Linked DNA regions of Rattus norvegicus: region 1 is linked to region 2. The links are chromatin contacts, called in public Hi-C maps. All regions are on one chromosome and are shown on one strand. The core of a region is the stretch at or near the end of the contact, and the rest is flanking DNA. Distances in the headings are between cores, read along the strand shown. Region 1 overlaps Bach2 (BTB domain and CNC homolog 2). Region 2 overlaps LOC120103146 (a long non-coding RNA gene).

Region 1 (5,777 bases), core at 78-2,577, 300 kb before region 2:
GGTTACTGCCCATCCTTATTGCCTTCAGGGAAAGTAGTGTGTACATCTGGCAAGCCTCACTGCATGCGGGAGGTGAGTCCAGACAGGGGCTGGTTTGATGGGCCACTCAGACTACTCCCTTATTGCTGGAGACCTGCTCTAGGGCTCTGGGAGCTGTCTATACTCCAGGATGTTTGACTGAGTTCTGTTTACTGTGAAGATTTAATAAGCAGAGCTAGTTAATGAGTGCTGGCTGAATCTCATACCAACCCTCACATCATGCACGCAGCCAGCAGGCATATACGTTACGGTGTCCCACGGGAGTTGCAACAGTGCTGATGAGAGACTAAATTCGGGGTGGTTGGAAGGGGCATGAATAAGCATCCTTAGCCATAAAAGGTGGCAGAAGCGATCTCTCTGTGCTCCTCAGACCCACGAAGGCTGTCGATTTAGTCTTCACCAGCACAGGCTGCAGCACTCTTTCCTTTCCTCATGGCCGCCTTTCTGAAGTTCGAAGCAGCTCGCACACTGTGTCACCTGAAACCGGGTGCCAGGACCCACAGACACGGTGGTCACAGTGAACAAGGTAATATTTCAGAAAGTGCCAGGCAGGAAAACCTGATTCATTCGAGCTTAGAAGGGATTCTGTAAACAGAAGAGATGCATAGAACATTCTCTCCTTCTTGGGACTCCTCCTTTCTAGGGTGCTATGACCGCACATGTGCAAATTCCCTCCTTGATTCCCAGGTCAAGGGGCTGTTGTTTGTGCTTTGAAGAAAATAAGGCAGACTTTGGCAAGGAAACAGAATTCTAGAAAGGATTCTCAACCTCCCCCAAGATTCCTACACAATCTGGTTCTGTACCTCCCTCCTCCCCCTTCCCCATCACCCAGACTGGTCCAAGGACAGAAGCAGTGGTAAGAGGAGCGTGTTCCTCGGGGAGCACCTGATCAGGTGAAGCTTTGTCAGGTAGAGGCTTTCCTTCAACTGACCTTTGTTCTAACCCTAGCCAAGGCACACCCATCTCTGTCATCCCGTGGAAGGCTGCCGAGGGTCTGTGAGATACAGGGCTGAAGCTTGAAGGAGTAGAAACAACCCAGAACTTAGGTAAGGCTAAGGGTGTTAAGAGGAGGGCAGACTCTACAAGCTGCTTTCGTATACTGCAGTCATTGGGTCACCTCATTTGTGCACATGAACATAACCAGGCAGGTAACCAGTCAGGGACTGTTCCCATGGTCAGGGCCCTATGTGGAGTGACGGCTGTGGAGACTGAAGGGGTTAAGAGCACCTGATTAGTAACCAGAAGCTGAGAGTCCGGGGTATGAATGGTATGCAGCTGGGCAGTTTTCCAAAGCCCATGCCGTGGCTTCGGATCAGGAAGGCTGCTATAAACAGGCATGTGTGTGCTCGGGGCCTGATAAGTCCATGGGGGCAGAGAAAGCTTGTAGCCACCCAGCCTGAGGAAACTTGCAGGGGGACTGGGCTTCCACTTTAGGTGAACAATAGGTCCGTATCGGAAGCAGGCCTGGGGCACTTGCACACACTCAGAATGGTCTTTGACGTCCTGTACAGTAAATGACTGTTACAGGGGACTGAAAGCTGGGCATCGACTCTCAAATTACTCTAGCATAGAAAAACCACGAGAACGGCGTTCTAAAAATTCTCACGACAAAAACAGGCTATGAAGAAAGCACACAGCAAAATTACACACATGGATCTCAATTACACAAAATACAGGGATATGATTTAAAAAGACACACTAAATGTGCCGAAAAATCTAACAGGATTTTCTCTGATGGTGAAATTATGTGTTTTTTTTCCTTTTCTTACATTTACTTCACTCCCCTGTTTTTCTACTTCAATGGCAAAGAAAAGAATGAAGTTATTTAAATAAAAAAAATCCCTGAATGGAGTGTTATCTGCTGGTGGTTACCTGGCACGAAGTAGGACCATTCATGTTTATAAACTATTGCAGTGCACTGGTCTTCACATCTGCAAGCTTTAGTATCTACTGCCTTATACTGTCTACCTCCCGGGAGCAGAGGCTAAAGAGTCTGTGTGCTGATGGGCTCGACTTAAAAACTGCAGACAGAACGTTACATTATGACAACTACATAAATACACTTGGTTCTTTGTCACTCTGGTAACCAACTTTGAAAATTCCTTGTGTGACCCAGCCTTCCCTCCACTCTCTAAACCACAATGTATGGATGGCTTTTGGGGAGGGGGCAAGAAATATCCTGGGAGATTGCCCCTCTGCTGTATTTAAGCAGAAAGGAAAACTGCTACCCTACCCACCTCAGTGTTGAAACAGGAGCTAGTAGTTTGGTCTACCATTAGACTCCTGGCTGTCCTGGTCCCTAGAATAGAAAGTACAATGACATAGACACAAATAAACTCAGCTCAGCTCTACTCAAGCATACAGGTGACACTGGAGCCAAAATCAGCTAGCGTTTCCATCACAGCCTCCCGAGGTGATCGAAGTCCTGACAGTCCTCTGAGAGAACACCTACTCTAACTTTTGAACACACTCTCAAAGATACACTGCTAGCTACACACTGAAGCTTCTGCTTTATTTCGCTGTAATGGCTATAAAAGGACAGAAATGACTATATAGAGGTAGTATTCTTAACTAGAAACTTAAGATATATCAGAATGACAGAAATTAGTAGTCCCTTGTGAGGTTGGCACAAAACAGGCAGGAGGACAAATGTGCAACCCCAGTTTTTGCTCATCATGAAACACAGAGGCTAGTTTTTCAGGGCCATGATCTACCCATGTCCTCTGTCCACTTCTGTGGCAGTGGCCCCCATATCCAGGGCTCCCCCTCACAAGGTGCTCAGCGTGAAGTGCTCAATGTACACAGTGTTTTTGTCAGTATTTTAGGGAGCAGAGGTTAAGGGAAAGTTTAGGGACCTCTGTGGTAAGGGTGGGATGGAACTCTCAGATACACGGTGTCCCCATTAAGAGACCATGACTGAAGGAGCGTGGGGTGGGAGTGGTCATTAAGTCTGAAGTCAAGGCAATAGGCACAATTACACCGTTTTTAACTTAAGTCTGTTACAGCCATATAGCTGGCCCTCCTCGACGTTAAGAACATGATCCGGCAAGCAAACAAGCAAACAAAATCACCAATCCTTCTGGAGGGAAAAATCACAATTGGAGGGGAGCTAAGATCCTTTACTTAAGTAACAGCTCAAGTCTGTGGTGAGCACAGTAGTCTGAAAGGCTTGGGTGTGGCCACCTGAGAGACGCAGAGAAACTTAGAGGCAGATGTACCGAATTTTCGATTGCACAATAGAATGTGTCTGTGGAAAGCACCTCCTAACCGGAAGGATCTGTCACGGTAAAAATAGATCGGGTCAATAGCATCTGAGAAATACATGAGTGGGATTCCTATTTATCTTGTTTGCCGTGGCACTTTGGCACACGTGTGAGTCTGCACACATACCAGTGCGCGCGCGCGCGCACACGCACACACACACACACACACACACACACACACACACAAGCGTGTGCACACACACCCCTGTTCCCTGTTATTTGGTCAAAGAAGGAAAGAAAAAAAAACAATTTCACTCAAAGTATAACAAGAACTGGGGGCAGCTGGGGTAAAACAGCAAAACTGGCTGGGGCCGGCTCCCAGCAGGCTCTTCCTGGGGAGGCAGGGCAACCCCAATCTGAGAGTTCAGCCTTGCACACACAGAAAGAGTCATTCACACGTGTTCATATAGGTAGGAACCATTTTGCCCGAACTCATAGATGCCAGACTGACAGATAAAGTTAAAACGTCACTGATCAATTTGTACTAAGAAATATACTCTCCCAGATAGACAGAATTCTGGACTTGATTGTTTTCTGTAAATTAAGCCATCTACTGAACACCTACTTACTACAGTTGGGTCAGGGTCTATCTAGGCACCTTTGCATTTAATTCTGGAAACAAGCTTTGAGGTGCTGTTTGCGTACACTGTAAACTAGGGTGGAGGGAGAGGATTTGCCGGACCCCCTGAACTTGGAGGTGCAAGAGGCTCCTGGCTGATGTCAGTGGTCTAGACAACATCAGCTTCATCTGACAATGAAGGCCAGAGGTCATTGGTTAGTGCCATTAAGCCCAATGGTATACAATATATTGCCAACAGATATGACAGTTGGTCTGCGATTATCAGGGACAGCCCTAAATTTTTCAGTACCTGCCCCCAGCTCCTTTTGAGAGCCGTCAGACCGGAAGCCAACTGCTTGCATCTGACGTTATTAACACGCTACCGACTTCTAAAACGTCATTTTATTTACACGCATCTTTATTTTTCTACACATGGGTTTAGCTAAGAACTGGTCCCTAACTTTTGGGATTTTTATACATAGCTATTTCGGTCATTTTATGTTAACATGATAGTTTCGGTTTCAGATGACATTTTCTGTACTTTTCCTTGTGGTTCGAATTCGGAGGGTGTGAAGGAATTGGTACCTAGGCCTTGACTCATTTGTGTCTATCAGGAGTACATATGTAAATACACACGGTAAAAAAAAATGCTCGCCATCGTGCACACTTCAGTACAATCAAAGCGGACACCGGCGATTTACGAGCTTATTGTAGTAAGGAGAACCTAAGGAGATGGTTAGTAATGTTATATGCAGTTTTGAATTCATGGTGAAAAATCTAACCTAAGTGCTTCAAACTATCAGAGTACCTCAGAGAACCCTAAAAAGTTACTACTGAGCAGAACGTGGTAGGGCACACCTTTAATCCCAGCACTCAGGAGGCAGAGGCAAGCAGATCTCTGTGAGTTCAAAGCCAGTCTGGTCTACAGAATCTGTCTCAAAACAAACAAACAAAAAAAAAAAACAACAACAACAACAAAACCAAAGGAACCAAACCAAACCAAACTAAACCAAACCAAAGCTAGTAATGATGAGTTCGTATTAAATAGCTCTAAAGACTGGCACTCTCGAAAATGAGGTGAGGGAAGGAGCTAGCATGCATGCGCGCTCTCTTTCTCTCTCTCTCTCTCTCTCTCTCTCTCTCTCTCTCTCTCTCTCTCTCCCCCCCCCTTCCCTCCCTCCCCGCTCCTCTGTTTTCAACACAAATAAATAATAAATAAAAAAACACTGACTTCTACAGGTCAACGCCAAACGTTTCCCTTGTGTGCCTTTGAACTGTGGTTTGGCCTCAGGAGTGACTTTGACCATGACTGTTTGCAGAGATTCCAAGCACAAATGATGTCACTGTGGTCTTCTTGGCTTTCCTTTTACTCTTTCCTGGGGGAAACTAAGCCAAGGTGCTAACATTTTAAGCAGAGGTTGAAAAGACAAACAGATATAGAATTCTACACAGGTAGAATCTGTATAAAGGAGATGAGTGCAAAAATTTAAAACAGTGCCAACAGGAAAAATAAATGCAATTTTTAGAGATATTAATATAGTCCAAGCCCACTTTGCTTAGTAGATTATCTAAGCAGCCAAAGGGTTCTGTCTCTGTTTAGTTTTAGCGACTTTCTAGAGAGCAGTGGAATGTCTCAGGAAAGTGAACGCATGAGCGGGCCCTTAGCATCAAGCTAAACACCGGAAACGGGTGCCACGTAATTCTTATCTTCCCTAGCAAAGGAGGCAGGGGCCTGCCAGAGTGCCTTCTTCGTCCCCCAATATGTTCTTTTGCTGAGCAACTGGGCGCTTGCCTCAGGTTGGCTGGACTACTGAGGTATGACATAAGGATCTCGAGCGGGGCGATGTGCATGCCACACTGTATGGGAGACAGGGACGTCAACTAAGGCACATCACCTCACACTGAGGCCTTGACTA
Region 2 (5,711 bases), core at 17-2,516:
TCGTCCCCCTGGCCCCCAGCACACACAAGCCTTCGATTGGGATCAGAGCCCAACCGACCATTATTGAATTTCTTGGTCTTCAGGATGGGCTCATCTGACCCAGTTTCCCCTGGGCCGGCCACTGGAACTTCTAGAAGGCTCCAGTCTGATGTACATGGCTAGTTTTATCTGCATTTGAACTTCACCAAAGCATTCCGAACTAGAAGCTAGGATAGATGGGCGCAAGGGACAGGACTCTGTCACTGGCTCCTCTGTTTTAAATATGTACGCGTTGAAAAACGAACAGCGGTTTTGAGTCAGGCAGACCTGGTTTCAAATTCAAGTGCTCGGAACAAGCCCTTGCTGTCACTGAGTGAGTGAAGTAATCTTCAGAGTGAGTTTGGCACAGCACTTACTGTTTATCTAGTAGGTACCAATACTTATAATACTAGTAATTATAACTCTGCTCGGGGCATACCTTCCCAGAGCAGCAGCTCAATTACCCTCAGAGATGTTCTCCTCTGAAATGAGACTCTTAGGATACAGTGGGGGAAAGTTTTTGCTCCGAGTCGGGGTTGGGGGCTGGGTTGGTGGTGATATGACTCATTGGTGAGGAAGGCTTGTTACTCTTCTGGGGAATCCCATTTTTCCAAAGGATCCTAATTTAGTATCCAGCACTCACACCCTCCTGTTCCAAACCTCTTGTGTCTTCAGTTCAAGGGGAGCTAACATCCTATTTTGATATCCATGGGCAAGCACACACATGGGACGTACATACACACAGGTATGTACGTTTTAAAAATTGCTTCCTAGGGGTTGGGGATTTAGCTCAGTGGTAGAGCGCTTGCCTAGGAAGCGCAAGGCCCTGGGTTCGGTCCCCAGCTCCGAAAAAAAAAAAAAAAAAAGAAAGAAAAAAAAAGAACCAAAAAAAAAAATTGCTTCCTATAAATTCCCTGCTTCTGAATCTGAATTTTCCTTTGAACAGCTGGTCCCAACGGGGAAGTGACCAGGAGGCTGGTTATCTGGACGGAGCTTGTAGAATAAACCCACCAGTCCAGGGGGCCGGAAGTCAAAGGTTTTTTCTCAAGTCACTATATTCAATTACCCAGAAGGCTCCATGGTGGTTTCTCCCCAGCAAAACTGTGAAGCCTCTGGAGAGACTGGAAGCGGAGAGGAAAGTCCGAGTGGCCAAAAACACTGAATCTGACACCAGTAATCTGAAGTTAGGGAGGACAAAAAAGAAAAACAAAGCCGGCCTTCTTAGCAATACTGGCTGTCGCCAAATAAAAGACCTTTGGAAGCCTGTGCGTGTACTGCCATCTAGTGGCTGGAGAAGGCATGGCCGGTAACATCCTGGACCCCGCTATGCGAAAAATTCTCCTTTGAAGAATTTATCGAGAGGCATATTGTCGAAAGCTTTTAATGATTCTCTAATTTTGTTTCATAATGTCCGCAAATAACTGACAAGTTTGTGATAATTATAGGACAGGGGTAGTTTACTCATCTGGCGGCTCAGTTGGCGTCTAGTTGGTAATGTCTTTGGGGAAGGGTAAAACCCATTTTCTCTGAAAGCAAGGGGGGTCCAGAGAAGCAACGAGGCATCTCAATAGCACAGTGCTGGCCTAGCGTGAAGAAGGCCACTCATTATCCCCAGGTAACACCCTTGTGTCCTCAGCCCTCTGTTCTCTGACTTCTAAATGCGTGTCCCTTGCTTCCCTTTTAAGTTTTGCTACCACGTTTAAAACTCCTTCATTTAATTTCTGAGTTTCGGGGAAAGATTCCGTACTTGCGGACGCTCTCCTCTGGATTTTAGATGTGGGCTCGTTCCTTTGCATCACTGGCCCTGAGACTATGAAATACTGCTCTCCATGGGCAGCCTGCTCCTCAATGATCACAGAGCCACAGAATTTGGGAGCTGTACCAAAGTGATAGGTTCAAAAATCTCTCCCAAGTATTCATAGTCTAAAACCTCCCAGGGCAATTTAAAACTTACTTACATTATATTTACTGACTTAAAAAAAAATCTAAGCCTGAGACAGCTAAATGGCTCTCACAGGGTAAGTCTGACACCTGAGTTTGATCCTTGGAAGGAGAGAGCAAACTCATAGTGATCCTCTGAGATGATCACACACCATGCACACACACACACACACACACACACACACACACACACACACACACCAACATGCACACACATACAAACACAGACACACATACACAAACACACAGACCAATACACACACACGTACAAACACAGACACACACACGACACATACCACACACACATACAAACACACACACAAACACAAACACACACTACACACATATCAAACACACACACATACACACACACACAAACACATATAAACACAGACACATACACCATACACACAAACCAAACACACATTATTTTTACAAAGCCAAGAGTAGCTGTATCCCTCTGAAGCCCCAGGGCTGGGGAGGCAGAGCTGGGAGGATCCTTAGGACTTGCTGGCCAGCCATCCTGCGTCAGTGAATTCCAGGTTTCACTGAGAGACTGAGTCTCAAAAAGCAAGGTGAAGCCAGGGAGATGACTCAGTGGATAAAGTGCTTACTGCAAAAACATGGGGACCTGGGCTCAGATCCTCAGAACCTAAGACAGCTCTGACAGGGTAAGTCTGACACCTGAGTTTGATCCTTGGAAGCCAGACTTGAGAACTGCCTGGCCCGTATAGCTGAAATGACAAAGTCCAAGTTCATTAACAGACTTATTAAAAAAATAGTGTTGTGTAAAGCATGGCAGGAGGACGCCCGACATTGGCCATGGACTCCACACGCAGAGGAGGGCAGAGCAACTCACAACACCCACCCTCACACAAATAAAAACGCAGGCGACCGTTTCTGAGGAATGATGCCTGAGGTGGAACCCTGGTCTTAAAAGGCCTGTGCACACTTGCACGCACATGTGTGTACACACCTGCACACAGACACAGACCACACCCAAAGTGAAGGCTTATGTTGAATTTAGTCTCCTGGAACCTGGGGTCTTTCATATGAGAATCACATGCGAGTCACCACATTTTGGAGAGTAATTCATGCTTCCTGTAGCTGTGATAAATGCTGTATGGCCAAAAGCGACCTGGGAAGGAAAGTTTCTCTCATCCTTCTCTTCCAGATAATAGACAATCACCGGGGAAAGTCAGAGCAGGAACTTGGGTAGGGCAGGGACTCAAACACTGCAGGATTTTAAAGGCGAGAAACCTTTGTGCCTTACCTAGTATCAGTGACAGAAATACAAATGAAGCCCGGACTTCTACACGTGAAGTCTGCCCACTCCCTTCTCTGCCCCTCCCTCCCCCCACACCTCCCAAGGCCCTGGAAGATATACCATTTCAAATACCCACACCCAGGTTTCTCAGCCGCATGCTAGTGCAGTGTCACACATGATTAGCTGGAACCCATAGGACCAGGTCACCATGCAGGCAGCCAGGAGGAGGAGTTACGGGAAGAGGGCCCACCATTCCAGCATACAGATCAGGAGAGCCCAGGAGAGTTGTGTGTTTCACATGCATACCCTTGTTCCCAGAGTCTGGACCAGAAAGAGCTGAAACTCTGATCAGGGGAATGAATGAAGCAGCAATCAGACAAGTTTCTGGGTACCAAGAAAGGAACCCCTGTGTCTACTAGAAAACCTTCAGGAGGGTATCTGTTTCTTTATTACTGGAAGGCTTGGCAGCCTTCTGGAGATGTCAAAACTTTGTCTTATATTTTTAGTTGTGAGCCTAACCTTTAATGGCTAAGCCATCTCTCCAGGCTGGCTCACAACCATCTATAAAGAGGTCTGATGCCCTCTTCTGGTGTGTCTGAAGGCAGCTACAGTGTACTTAAATATAATAAATAAATAAATCTTAAAAAAAAAAAACAACTTTGCCTTAGTTTCCGTGTTGGTTAGGGTTTGTTTGTTTGGTGAGTTTTGTTTTTTTGTTTGTTTGTTTTTGTTTTTGATTTTAACACAAGCGACAGTCATCTGGAAAGAGGCAACCTGTTGACCTGTAGGCAAGGCTGTGGGGTACTTTCTTGATTGATAATTGTTGCAGGAGAGAGAACCCAGGTCGTCGTGGAGGGTGCTGTCCCTGGGCAGGTGCTCCAGAGCAGGCTGAGCAAGCCATAGTGAAGAAGCCAATAAACGGCGTTCCTGCATGGCCTCTTCCTTTGTTCATGCCTTAATTCTGTCCTGACTGGCTTCAGTGATTGATTGCGACCTGCGCGATGAAATAAAGCGCTTATTTCCCCAGTCGCTCGCTCTTGGTCATGGTGTTTATCGCAGCAACAGAGACCTAACTAGGACAGCTCCCATCGTAACGGAATTGGCGGTGAGCTTCAAACTAATGTGCCACACGGGTTAAAATCCCATTTTGTTTCAGTTAGCTGTGGAACCGTAGACGGAGTGGAACCCAGGAAAGCAGCCAGGACCTGGGTGTAGCCACCAGGGTCTTTGTTCCCGGGCACCCGCTTACCTCCAGCACGGTCATGTGAGAAATAGGATTTCCAGCATCCGGGGCTTTCCAGAAAAGGGCGCGCCTCGCCCCAGGTTCGTGGTGTTTAAACAGTTGGTGGATCCACGTTTGAAGATGATGTAGCCACAGCCTCTGTGGTTTTGTGAGACAGCAAAAAATAGTTTAATGGTTCAATTAGCTCCTCGAGGAGAGACGCGGTGCTTGAGATCTGCCAAGTAAGCAGCGTGTAGCCTCTGTGGGAGAAAAGGGGTCAGCGACTTCTGTTGAAGATGCTGCTTCCTGCACAGCCAGATGTAGTCTGCATTTCCTTATTGCTTTTTCCCAATAGCTGTGCTCAGGGGGGATAAACTTTACTTAACCTAATTAATTTTAATCACAGCTTTCAAATCTCATACTGTGAAAAGAATTACAAATTGGAATACATTAATAGAAGCCATAGTTTATGCTGCAAGCTAATCATGAAATGTGCATTTACATTTTCTGCATGAGTTTGCAATTATCATTAAAATAAAAAAATCTGTTATGTCCTTTTAAATTACCAAAATGCGAACAGCAGATTGAGCAGGCTCAGTGTGTGTGTGTGTGTGTGTGTGTGTGTGTGTGTGTGCGCGCGCGCGCGCACGCGCGCGTGCTAAACTGCTAGAAGAATGTCTAAATTTCCAAGAAAGAGATGACTACCTCCATTTGAGTTACCGTGAGACGGGATTGGCAGCGCTCTAGGACGTTTTTGTTTTTTTAAATAACCTTTAAAAGCAATGACGCTGCAGAAGCCTCACCTGCCTTAACAAGCAGTCCTCCGAGTTCCGTCCAGAGATAACATATTCACATATCTTCATTCTTCCCTCCCCTCGCCGTAACACCACACACATGTATCTTCACTTTGGGGTTCTCTGAAGATTTCCACATTGTCAATATAATATAACTGGTTCCTCAAAGGATTAGAGATAGTTTAAATAAAACACAGGAAGCATACTCATAACATTCTAATAAAAATTAGTTTGGGGCTGGGTGGTGGTGGTGGTGGTGGAGGTGGAGGTGGAGGTGGTGGTGGTGGTGGTGGTGATGCATGTCTTGAATCCCAGCACTTGGGAGGAAGAGATAGGCAGATCTTGGTGAATTTGAAGCCAGCCTGGTCTACATAGCTAGTCACAAGACAGCCAGGGCTATACAGAGAAAACCTGTCTTGGAAAATAAAACAAAGCAAAAAAGTTGTTGGGCTGGAAATACAGCCTAGCT

What was found. A called contact is a pair of places that touch in the nucleus more often than the background predicts.
Region 1: a contact with region 2 is called in a Hi-C map of the A7r5 cell line, with 2.6 times the contacts expected there. The contact joins two enhancer-like sites. A contact is called at or near these places in 5 of 12 Hi-C or Micro-C datasets (the A7r5 cell line, hepatocytes, kidney and 2 more).

The regions. Positions count from the first base shown.
Region 1 is chr5:51,529,776-51,535,552 of GRCr8, reverse strand. All of the region lies in intron 1 of Bach2 (BTB domain and CNC homolog 2), which reads right to left. Among named protein-coding and RNA genes, the nearest start is that of Bach2, 19 kb to the right of the region's middle. Within about 2 kb of position 1,327, at least 14 of the 93 cell types and tissues checked have an H3K27ac peak or open chromatin away from gene starts, as enhancers often do. A contact at or near this core is called in the A7r5 cell line, where this site is marked.
Region 2 is chr5:51,227,451-51,233,161 of GRCr8, reverse strand. LOC120103146 (a long non-coding RNA gene) reads right to left here. Exons shown (of 3, transcript XR_005505252.2): 1 at 5,252-5,711; 2 at 4,476-4,607; 3 at 3,342-4,220. Among named protein-coding and RNA genes, the nearest start is that of Map3k7, 76 kb to the right of the region's middle. Within about 2 kb of position 1,266, at least 5 of the 93 cell types and tissues checked have an H3K27ac peak or open chromatin away from gene starts, as enhancers often do. A contact at or near this core is called in the A7r5 cell line, where this site is marked.